Regions from separate parts of the Mus musculus genome. Here region 1 is linked to region 2. Evidence: chromatin contacts called from public promoter capture Hi-C data. All regions are on one chromosome and are shown on one strand. Each heading gives the region's core, a stretch centred on a gene start, on an enhancer-like site or on the middle of the called end of the contact. The rest is flanking DNA. Distances are from core to core; before and after follow the strand shown.

What was found. Promoter capture Hi-C pulls out the DNA fragments that hold promoters and counts their contacts.
Region 1: a contact with region 2 is called in a promoter capture Hi-C map of pre-B cells, with 4 times the contacts expected there. The contact joins the promoter of Spen here to the promoter of Capzb in region 2.

The regions. Positions count from the first base shown.
Region 1 is chr4:141,536,809-141,542,498 of GRCm38.p6, forward strand. Spen (spen family transcription repressor) reads right to left here and starts at 1,789. Exons shown (of 16, transcript NM_019763.2): 1 at 1,356-1,789. The coding sequence starts at 1,438. It overlaps Gm4123 (predicted gene 4123), which reads left to right. Exons shown (of 2, transcript NR_166589.1): 2 at 1-609.
Region 2 is chr4:139,189,695-139,195,090 of GRCm38.p6, forward strand. Capzb (capping protein (actin filament) muscle Z-line, beta) reads left to right here and starts at 3,205. Exons shown (of 9, transcript NM_009798.4): 1 at 3,205-3,334. The coding sequence starts at 3,332.

The DNA of each region.
Region 1 (5,690 bases), core at 539-3,038, 2.3 Mb after region 2:
AGCCGAGGGGTGGAGCAGCACGGGCAGAGAAAGTTCCCATCTGCTGGCGCTCCAGCTGCTGCAGTCCCCTTTCATCCCCGGGCACCCCGGCCAACACTCCATCTCCGGACCTCCCCCTCTCCCGTGTCTCAGACACAACGTAGTAAACACCCGGAGTCCCAGGCAGCGCGCACCTCCCCCAGGCCTGCGGAGGACATCCCGGCAGGTTATGAATGGCCTCACTATACCCAGCTCCTTTTCACACGCGGGCACGCGCACACGCGCGCCCCGGAGGCGAAGATTTAATACCCCCGGTCAGAGCAACGGCCAACAGAATCAATGGCCCTCCATCAGAGAGAGAGAAAGGAAGGCGCTCACGCTTCCCAGGCCTCACCAAAGAGGTTCTAGACCGGGCGACACAACCCATTTTCCCAGGTTGACTCTAATGTGAGGACGTTCCTTCTCCTAATTATATTCCCTGCACCGACTGGATAGTGGGAATTCAGAGTACGCCCAACTTGGAACCTTCCAGGGTATTGGATATCAGGAGAAGTGAATTTCCACAGGCGATCGCAGATTTGCTACGTTCTTTCTCAATGTGCGGAAAGTATGAATAAATTCTCATTGTAAGTGGGGTTGCATGCTGAGGCCTCTACCAGTTACCCGGACACGCGTTTCTGGGAGCAAATAAGCGCTAAATGCTACCAACGGGTATGAAAAGCAGCATTTACTTCTTTTCCTTCCACAAGCAAAAAGTATTTAGAGAAACCGAAAAGTCATACCTAATCGCTAAAATTTTGCACTTTTTGGCTACTTCACTAACGAATTCGAGGTGAAGGGTCTATTGTAAAAAAAAAAAAAACAACAAACAAACAAAAACAAAAAAAAAAAACGCTCGGTCACCAGCGCGGCGCGGGAATGCATCCGCAGCGCCAAGCTTGGCGTTCGCGCTCCCTTCCCCGCGAGCTCCGGGACACGGGCAGCCCATTTAGCCGCCGCCGAGCGCCAGGCAGCCCGCTCCGCCCAGCCGCGCAGAGAGCTGAAGCATCCGCCGCTGCACGAATCTCCGGAGAGCGGCCACTGCTCCGGGTGCCTGCCACCTCCCGGTGCCGCACGATGCCAAGCGCGGCTGCGGCGTCCGCACAGCCCGGGCTCTGCGGGCGCTCGGGGCCCCGGCCAGTCGCGCTGGACTGCGAGGCGGCGCGCAAAAAGGCGATCCCGCAGCCCCCCAGCGCTCCCGCTCCTTCGGTGGCCGCACAGCAGCCGCCCGCCCAGAGCGCCGGAGCCAGCCGCGCGTCGCCGCTCTGCCGGTGGCCAGCAACGGGCCGGAGAGGCGCCCGAGGTGCCAGCGCGGCTCCGGGCCTCGTGTCACTCACCGTTTGAAATGCTCGATGATCTTCTCTTCCCGCACGTTCTCCGGTAAGTTTCCCACCCAGAGGTGCCTGGTTTCCCGGACCATGCTGGGCGGTGTGCCGGCGACCGCGGTGGCTGGCTCCCCCTCGCCGGCTTCGTACGCGGCCGTCAGCGCAGGGAGGCGGGCGCCGGGGCGGCGGCGGCGGCGGCTGCGGCGGTGGCGTCGGCAGCGGCGGCGGCTCCTCCGGCTCCCCCCGGTGCAGAGACCATCCCTCTCCCCCAGGTTCTGACTCTCGGGCCTCGCAGCTCCGCTCTGCCGCCACCAAACACCCGAAGCCGACCCTCGCGCTCCGGCGGCGCATGCGCGCGGGCGGCGGCGGGCGGGGGAGCGGGAGGAGGGGCGAGCGAGACCCGGGCGGCCGCGACTACGACGGAGCCGGCGCTGTGGCTGCCGGACGCTTCCCACCGGCGCGCGCGGCCCGCCTCCCGCCGCCTGGCCACCGCCCCCTGGCCGCGGGCGCGCGCGCGTCCTCCCGCCCCGACGCGGAGGGCCTCCCAGCCGGCGCGCAGGCGCGCGGAGCTCGGAAGGGGGAGGAATGCGGAGCCGGGAAGCGGCGCCCGCGCAGTCAGCTTAGTGCGCAGGCGCGCCGGAGGCCGGGAGGCCGGCCGCCGGAGGCGTCGGGGTGGGGGAGGATGGGGCCGCTTCTGCCTGCGGTCAGGCGTTGCTCTGGGGAAACACAAGAGAACCCGGTTAGTTTCCACGCCAAGAGGTTTCTAGAGGCCAAAGTCCCTATGCCTGTCTGCCCTACGGCCCGCCCCTGACCATTTCCGGACGCCTAGATTCCCCGCCTGCTTGGGAAAGTGGTCGGGACCAGGCCACCCTTTTCACCGCCCAGACAAGGGACCAGCGCTGCAGAGAAACCCATCCCTCCCAAGAATCATTGGCTTGTAACATTAAGCAACTTTTTATATAGGAGCTTGCGAAACCTTCTGCAAGATGTCTTTGCTCATGATTACAGTACACACAAGAATTAAAGCTGAAAGGATACAGACATTCCATACTGTTTCCCCTCGGAAGGTTTGGAATAGTTGGTTTTTTAAACAGAGAGTATTAGACCTCCGGCCCTTCCAGACTTTTGAAACTGGCAGTTGACCTTTCATGTAAGGCCGGCTTTCAGAAAGATAAAACCGCAAAAGGCCACTGTGGAGTAACAGAAAAAAAAAATCTTAACTCATTAAAACCGTCAGCAACTCATACTTTAATTTTTCATACACAAAAATAAAATGGTGCTTCGGGTACAGCCTACACTTTTTGTTTCGTTGTGCCCTTAGGGTCTACAAAGTGTGCAGTACACACAAATTAGGGTTCTACCTAAGGACCTCGCCCGCGTCCAACAAGGTGTGTTAATATATCACTAGGCTACATTCCCAGTTCTTGGTAGTGTTTTCTTTGTTTGGCTTAATTTGAAAGGGTCTTCCAGAGCCACTGTTTATATTTTTGAGAAAGGGTCTTATATAGCTCAGGCTAGTCTCACACTTCTAGTTTTGTGCCCACCTCTCAGGACTGAGACTGTAGACCTCGGCTACCATATAACTTCACCAACCGAACAGGCAGTATTTTGAATTGGAAAAAAATCATAAATAATAGCAATAATATTTGGGGTCACATAATTGTTTCTTTTGTTCCATAAAAAGTACTAGGGTTTATTTTTTATTATTTGTTCATTTTAGTCTGCCATATAGCCTAAGTTTATATGTATATAATATATCTTGATATATATATGTGTGTGTGTGTGTCTGTATATATGTATATATATATATATATATATCTTGATATATATGTGTGTGTGTGTCTGTATATATGTATATATATATATACATATATATCTTGAGATATGTGTGTGTGTGTGTGTGTGTGTGTGTGTGTGTGTAGTTGAAGCTGGAGTTAGGGATGGTTATGAGCATCATGTGCTAGCAACCAAACCTAGATCCCCTGCAAGAGGCATAGTGTCCTCAAGCATTGAGACACCCTCCCACCCTCTTCTTCATTTTGAGACTGGGTCTCACTATGTAGCCCAGGCAGTCTTCTTGCCTCGTCTCCTTAAAACTAGATTTTTAAACAATAATTTATTTCATGTGCATTGGCATTTTGCCTGAATGTGTCTGTATGAGGGTGTCAGATCCCTTGGAACCAGAGGTATAGACACTTGTGAACTGCCATTTAGATGCTGGGAACTGAACTCAGGACCTCTGGAAGAGCAGACAGTGCTATTAATTCCTGAGCATGAGCCATCTCTCCAACCCTAAAACTATATATTTATATTTTTATTATTTTTTTTTTTTTACAAAATATCCTCCTAGATTAGCCAGAGGGTTTGTTAATAGTAGTACTGTTGCCAGTCCTGGTGGCAAGGTCCTTAATCCTAACACTTAGGGGACAGAGGCAGGACTATCTCTGTGAGCTCTAGAACAGTCATAGCTATATAGAGACAACCCTGTCTTTAAAAAAAAAAAAAAAATCTGTCCATCAGAAAACTCAGCAGGTAAAGGTGGCTTGCCACCAAACCCCAAACCTTACACACGGTAGGAGGAGAGAAGCCCCCACAGGAATGCAGTGACACCCACCCACCCTGGGAAATGATCGGGAAGCAACAAAACACGGAGATGAGTGGGCTGAGGAATCCCTGCCTTGGGGCTTTCTGCTTTCTATTGCTAGTGCAAATGCTGTGGATAACAAGGCAAGGGACAAGCAAGGATTTTTGCATAGCCCCAAATCGAGAGTTTCTTTTTCTCAGTGCTTTGCATTTTTTGCTGGCAACACATCAGGAAACACTGGTGAAGTTGTTTTCCCGTTTCCATCTGTGTTACAAAATACTTAAGGGGGATTTCTTCATGAACCTGTATCGTTGTAAGTTTCCATAGAAGGGAAGAACAAAACAAAGAAGAGCTGACAGAAAGATAATCTAATCTTCTGATTTTTAAAAAAGAAGCTTAGGTCAGGGATAGAAAGATGACTCAGCACCAAAGAGTGATTTACTGTTCTTTCAGAAATCTAAGATGGATTCCAGCACTAGTGTATGGCTCACAGTCAACCACCTGTAAGTCTAACTCTTCAGGTATCCCAGGCCTCTGGCATCTAAGAGCATCTGCATTCTCCTGCACAAACACAAAGAGGAAAAGCACACACACACACACACACACACACACACACACACACACACACACACAATTAGAAATAAAAACAGAGATGAGCATGGTGGTGCACACTTTTAATATCAGCACTCAGGAGGCAGAGGCAGGTGAATCTCTGTAAATTCAAGTAGGTTCCATTGACAGCTGGGGCTACATAGAAAGAGCCTGTCTCACACACACACACACACACACACACACACAATTTTTTTTTAAATTACAACATAAAAATAAAACTTTAAAAAATGCTTAGTAATGGCTAGGTATGGTTGTACACACCATTAATCACAGCACTTGGGAGGCAGGGGCCAGCGGGTCTCTGTGAGTTGGAATCCAGTCTACATATTGAGTTCTACAACAGCCAAGGTAAAATAGTAAAACCCTGTCTCAAAATAATATTAATAACAACAACAATGACAACAGTAATTGATACTCATGGCAAAAGGGTAACCAGAAGGCTTCTAGGCCCTAACTCCATGATAGAGCACTTATCTATGATGCACCGCCCATCCCCATCCCTGCAAATCACATTAATGTAGGTTGCGTTTTAACTGTGAAAATGGATCAAGTGCATCTCATTTGAATATTAAAGAGAACTCCAGGAAGGTGACAGTAAAACTGAGCCATTTGCAGAGGCGAATTAAAATAGATTTGCTTTTAATCAACTCCTATTTTCACACTGTGAAGAGCTGCTGTATTTAGCATGCTAGACATGCTCACAGAGTTCAGTCATGCGGAATGGCGGCTGAGATGGGGAAAGCTGCTGAGCGCCAGGCTCAGGCTTTGAGCAGTAACCTCGTCTCTGGAGTGGGTAATTAATATACCTATTTAGGCAGGAGGACAGAGTAGTCACCAGATACTTCACGACAAATTGATACAAAAAGAAATAGTTACAAATACTGGGAGACAGGTACTTAAAATATATGCATTTCGTCTAAAAGCCACCATATAAAAATATGTAAACAAGCTCTAAAATGACCCAGCCCAAAGCACATGAGAACTGGACAATAGCAATTTCAGACAAGCCTGTTCTAATCAGAGTCTTTGTTTTTCCAAAAAATGAAACAAAATAAAATGCTCAAAAGTATTTGACTACTTGATGTATCTGAGAGTCTAATGGTAAGAGAGAGAGAGAGAGAGAGAGAGAGCAATCTAATACCAAACTAGCA
Region 2 (5,396 bases), core at 1,955-4,454:
AACTCAAGTCCTTAGCATCTTCACCTCTTTCCTACTTGCCATGTTGCCCTGGTAACACATCAGGAAACATGAGAATACAAATGTTCCTTGCCTTCTCCAGGACCTCACATCTCTGCTGCATGACTTTGGAGAGACTCCTTACTTTTGGGGGGGTGGAGCTGTTACGAGGATTGGGAAAGGGTTTAACGGGGTCCATCACAGAGGAAGTGTCACATTGGTGCTGCTGCTGTGTGTATATGTATGGTGAATATATGTGTGCATGTACATGTATGTGTATGGGTGTGCTGGCCTGCGATTTGCATATGGAGGGCAGAAATCTATGTCAGGTTCTTCCTTCATCCTGCACTACCTTATTGTTTTGCAACAAGATCTTACTCTTTATCGCTGGCTTACCTTGAACTCACAGGCAGATCTGCCTACCTCTGCCTCCTCAGTACTGGGATTAAAAGTTCATGTCATCTATGATAAGTTATTTCTCCAAGACAGATTAAAGTATACAAAATGCAGGATTATTGGGAAACCACTCTTGGGCGGGCAAGTTCACTGGCCCCAAGAAACAAGGCCAGGGAAGGCACCATGGGGAGGGAGGTGGTCGGGAGGGGGAATAGAGAGAAAGAGCACACACAGAGGGAGAAAGGAGAGAAGGAAAGGAGGGGGGAGGAGACCAAAATGTCTGATTATATAGGGAAGAGCCTCTGTGGGAAGTGCAGCCCAGCCCCTAGGCTGGAAAATTCAGGGTAGAGGGCAGGGTATGTCAGGTAGGGACTGAGGGATGCAGGGAGAACCTGGAGGCCAGGTCTGCTTTGGTATGTAAAATATGTACCTCAGCCCCTTGGGTCTGAAACCCAACTTCCTATACCTTGATCCACCCTGTTTATTTTTTTAAATTTATCTATTTTATTTATATGAATATAATGTAGTTGTCTTCAGACACACCAGAAGAGGGCATCAGATCCCATTACAGATGGTTGAGAGCCACCATGTGGTTGCTGGGAATTGAACTCAGGACCCCTGGAAGAGCAGTCAGTCCTCTTACCCACTGAGCCAGCCCATCCACCCTGTTTTTTGACCCAGCGTCTCTCATAGAATTCGTCTTCTCTCTGTATAGTCCTGGCTGTCTTGGAGCTTGCTATGTAGAGTAGATTGGCCTTGAACTCCCAGAGATCCTCCTGCCTCTGCCTTCTGAGTGCTGGGATTATAGGTATATACCACCATAGGCCTTTCTAACTGAATTTGGAGTTTGCCATTTGGCTAGGCTGGCTAGTCACCAAGCCCCAGAGATCCTCCTGCCTTTCACACAGCATTGGGAATATCTCTCCAATACACAGCTAGCTGTACCTGGCTTTTACATGCTGTGGATCAGAGAGGTCCCTATGCTTGGACAGCAAGCACTTTACCCACAGTGCACTTCCCTAGGCCCAATATGTATGCTTTAAAAAATTCCCCGGTGTGTGTGTGTGTACATGTGTTTTATGTCTGTTCCCATGCAGGAAGGCATGTATGTGGGAAACTGAGGGTAACCTCAGGTATTGTTTCTCTGACATTAAAATAAAACTGTCTGGGACACACAAATAGCTTTCTGAGGCCCTCCCTAGTTACCCTGTAGTCCAGCACACAGTAGGCTCACTGCAGTTTGCTGCTCACACACAATTTAGGCTGGCCACAGTGGCCTCTGTGGATACCTAGGTGCTGACAATGGGCGCATGGTCTGCTCCATCCCCACCTTCAGCTATCTGGTCAAGCGTTAGTTTCTGAGTTAAAGCCCCCTTGGACCATCCTCCAAAATACCACCACAGGGCTCGTCTGTCTACCTGCTCTATCCACTGTTTTTCCACATCTCACCCCCAATACTTTATTAGATAGGGTACCTGGTCTCTGACCAGGTTTCAAGCTTGAAGGGGCCTTAACTCAGGACAGGGGTACTTACCCAGGCTGTAAGAGGCTCTATTCCTGGAGGTGAAATCTTACCCACAAGCCATATGCCATCATGGGCTATTTTGCTCAAAGCTGTAATTTCTCCAGCCTGCTTCCTACACAGTGCTTGGCCAATAGCTACATGATAAATACTTCCGGTGTAATGACCTTCTAAGTGCCACTCCCTTCTCTGAACTCCTGTAATATTGGTCTATGTCATTCTTGAGAGACTTACCTGGACGCTTTCTTTGCTGGTGGCTGTCCCTGCAAGCTTTCACTTGACTATAAGCTCAGAGGCCTAGGGCACAGTTTCCCCTCAGATGTTTTCTGATCTCTTCTCAGGACCTGATATGACTCTAAACGGAGGGTGAGCAAGCCGTGTAGGGGGTTGTTATAAACAAAACGTGCAATTCTAGGGCTCCTGAGTTCTAGATAACAAAACAAAATTCACTCTTTTGAACAGCAAATTTCTGGTTGGGGCTGCAGTTAAGTGGAAGAGCTTAGCCTAGCCTGCCTGAGGCTCTACGTTCAATCTTCAGACCTGAAAACAAAGAGGGATTTCTGAGTCACTATATGATTCGAGAGAGATACTCATTTAGGGAAACGGGCTGATTCTCTGTACATAATGTAAAAAAGTATATGAAACAGCATTTATTGAACCCAAATGTTCTAGTCTTCTTACCCGGGTCTTTCCCACAACTACTCTGGTAGCTATGAAGTGCAGGCAGGGATCCTTATGGCTTATTCACTTGTCATCTTTTGGTACCTAAAAGCTGCCCGCCTGGTCCTGATAGCAGGTGTTCAGCAACAGGGGCGGCAGAGCCGGCTTCCCCATGCAGGTTCCGCTCGCTCTGTAGGGGCCGGGCCTCGTCCGGCGCACCAGTTCCGGGTCCGGGTGGGTTGCGGAGGGCCGGTCCCCTCCTAGTTTCGGCGCCTTCCGCATCCTCCGCCCAGGGGAACCAGTGAACCGCTCCACCCTCAGCTAGCCCGCGTCCTGCAGCTGCGAGAAGCGAGGCTGACAGTCAGAGGAGGGACGCAAGTAGACCCAGTCCCTCCGGAACGCCACAGCCCTGGCCGCGCAGGAGCGTTGCGCCTGGCCCGCCCCTCCTGAGACAGGACACGCCCACTCGACCACAGGGCCTGCCCCCGTCCCCGCCCCCCGCGCGGCGCTCCATACTTGGCGATCGCTGCGGCCCCGCGCTCTCATTGGTCGGGAGCTGGCGGCTGGGGGGCGGGTCGGGCTGGCCGGGGCGGGGAAGGAAGGTGGTGGCTGCCCGGCGCGGGGGGGTGGGGGGGGGAGGGGGGCGCTGACCCGGATGTTCACTCTTGGGCACCCGGGGAAGTGGAAGCGCAGGGCCCTGCTGCGGGGGGGAGAGCCACAGACGCCGGGACAGGGACCGTCGCCGCCGCCGCCACCATGGTAAAGGGACCCCTTCACGGCTCCATCCCGGGACCCCTCTCACCGCCGGAGCTCGCGTCCACTCCTTCGCCGACCCGCCCGGCCCGGGAAGGGTGGGGATCCGGGGTGGGGGAGGGGCGGGGTCCCGGACCCTAGGCAGACGCCACTCTTCGGGTCCGGAGTGGGCGGCGGGAGGCCCTGATAGCCTATGACCCCGCCCTGGGCTCCATGTGGAGCCCAGTTCTTCTCCCTGCAAGTCCAGGCTAGTCTCGCCTATCCCAGGCTAGACCTTCCTTCCTTCAGGGGCCAGGCCGGGCACCCCTCTCGCAGGCCTTCATCCCATGGGCTGTACTTGGGCTCCTGCCTCGGCCCCAGGGCCCAGGCTAGGACCGTGGTTCTCGCTCCAGTGGTCCAGTCTAGGTCCCCTTCCCCCAAACTCTTCTCCTCTCCATGGCCCCAGTCTGCACCCCGATAAGCCCTTTCCAGTGAACTCTGCCTAGGTTTGTTTCCTTCACCGTCATGGAATCTTCTCTCTGCGGTCGGTCCTCAAGTGTGGCCTCTCTACTCCAGCTGTGTTCCCCCCCTCCCTGCACCTCCCTGTCCCCGGCCCTAGCCGTCCCCTTCCCCCGACTTCTCACGACTTAGCCTAGCCTGCGTCAGCCCTTCGCTGCTCTCACCCTCCCATCTAGACCCTGCTTGTTCCGTGTCCTGCTCCTGACCCAGGTGTCCCCTCTCCTGTTCCTAGGAGGCTCTTTCTGGGCAGCCTCTGGCGAGCGGGGGAGAGCCCCAGCCAGGGTGGGGGTGGTCTGGGTACTGAGCCTTTCCTAGGTTTGCCCCTTTCTGGGGAGGCCGCTTCGGTGTGAGTGAGCAGGCGAGCGAGGGAGAGAAGGGCGGCATCTGTATGCCCGGAAGGCAGAACAGGGCATTTCCCTTGGGAGGGCCTAGTGGTAGTGCGGCTAATAGAGCGCGTCTTGAGGGGTGCCCTGCCTGAGTGGGGAGCAGAGTGCTGACGGGTTGGTAAGCCAACTGGACAGGGGTGAACTCACAATTGCTCTTGTGAGGCCGCAGCCCTGGGGCTAGGGGGACACGGAGCTCAGCAGCCCAACCTACGGCCTGGACACGATGCATCCTAGCAGGCGCAGCCTTCCTTTCCCCCTGAACTGTCAGCTTGTTAGAGTTGGGACTGCTGATTATGGAGGTGCCTCGGAGCAGGTGAGCAGAAACTCACAGGCCGGAGAGCTCCCGGACTCCACTCATGGTGTTTGTTTTGGTAATGAAGACAGGCACACTATGCTAGCAACTTATTTGAGGAGCCTTAGATGTGTCACTTCCCTCCTCCCCCATACCCCTGCACCCCCTAATCTACCTGGATACCTGCAGAGCAGGCCCACCATCTTTGGTGGTGGAAGGGCCAGAGAACTACCTCACATGGTCAAGGAAGCCTTGTAAGGTAGGCTGAGAGGGAAGGCAACCCACCTGCTCCGTGTAGCCTTACAGGTGGCTCCCCTCCTGCCTGGTCGATATTTAGGAGGGGATTTTGGACCCTAGATGGTTTTGAGGTACCCTGTGCCTTGTTTTAGCAAGGGTGCAGCAACTGTATTGGGGATGACTAAGTCTGATTGGCTAGTAAACTTTCTATATATTGATTAAAAGCATAGGCAAGACAGGTTTTCATGTTATTGCTCTTGGCTGGAAACGGGCCTGGGGGTCTGAACCCCTGACCTTAGTCTGCAGGGGGAAAGGACTTGTCCAGGACAGTTTTGGGTGAGATTCTTCAAAGTAGACTGAAGTTTTCTGTGTGTACTCCCAGCACCAAAGCAGGAGAGGGTGGTGGAGTGGCCAGATGGGACTTAGTCTCCACAGAATCATCTAGGCTTTCGCTTTGTCCATCTGACAGGTGAAGAAAAGCTGGGGCATTCATTGTAACTCATTCAAAATGTTGTTGCATCTGTGTGGAGAGCACTCTTGGCCAGTGGGAGCCTGCCTAGCAGCCTCCAGACTGCGGTCTTCCTTGTCTGCTGTTGTGTGTCTGATATAATGACACTGTTGAAGAACCATAATGATGGGATGGATGCTCAGGCCC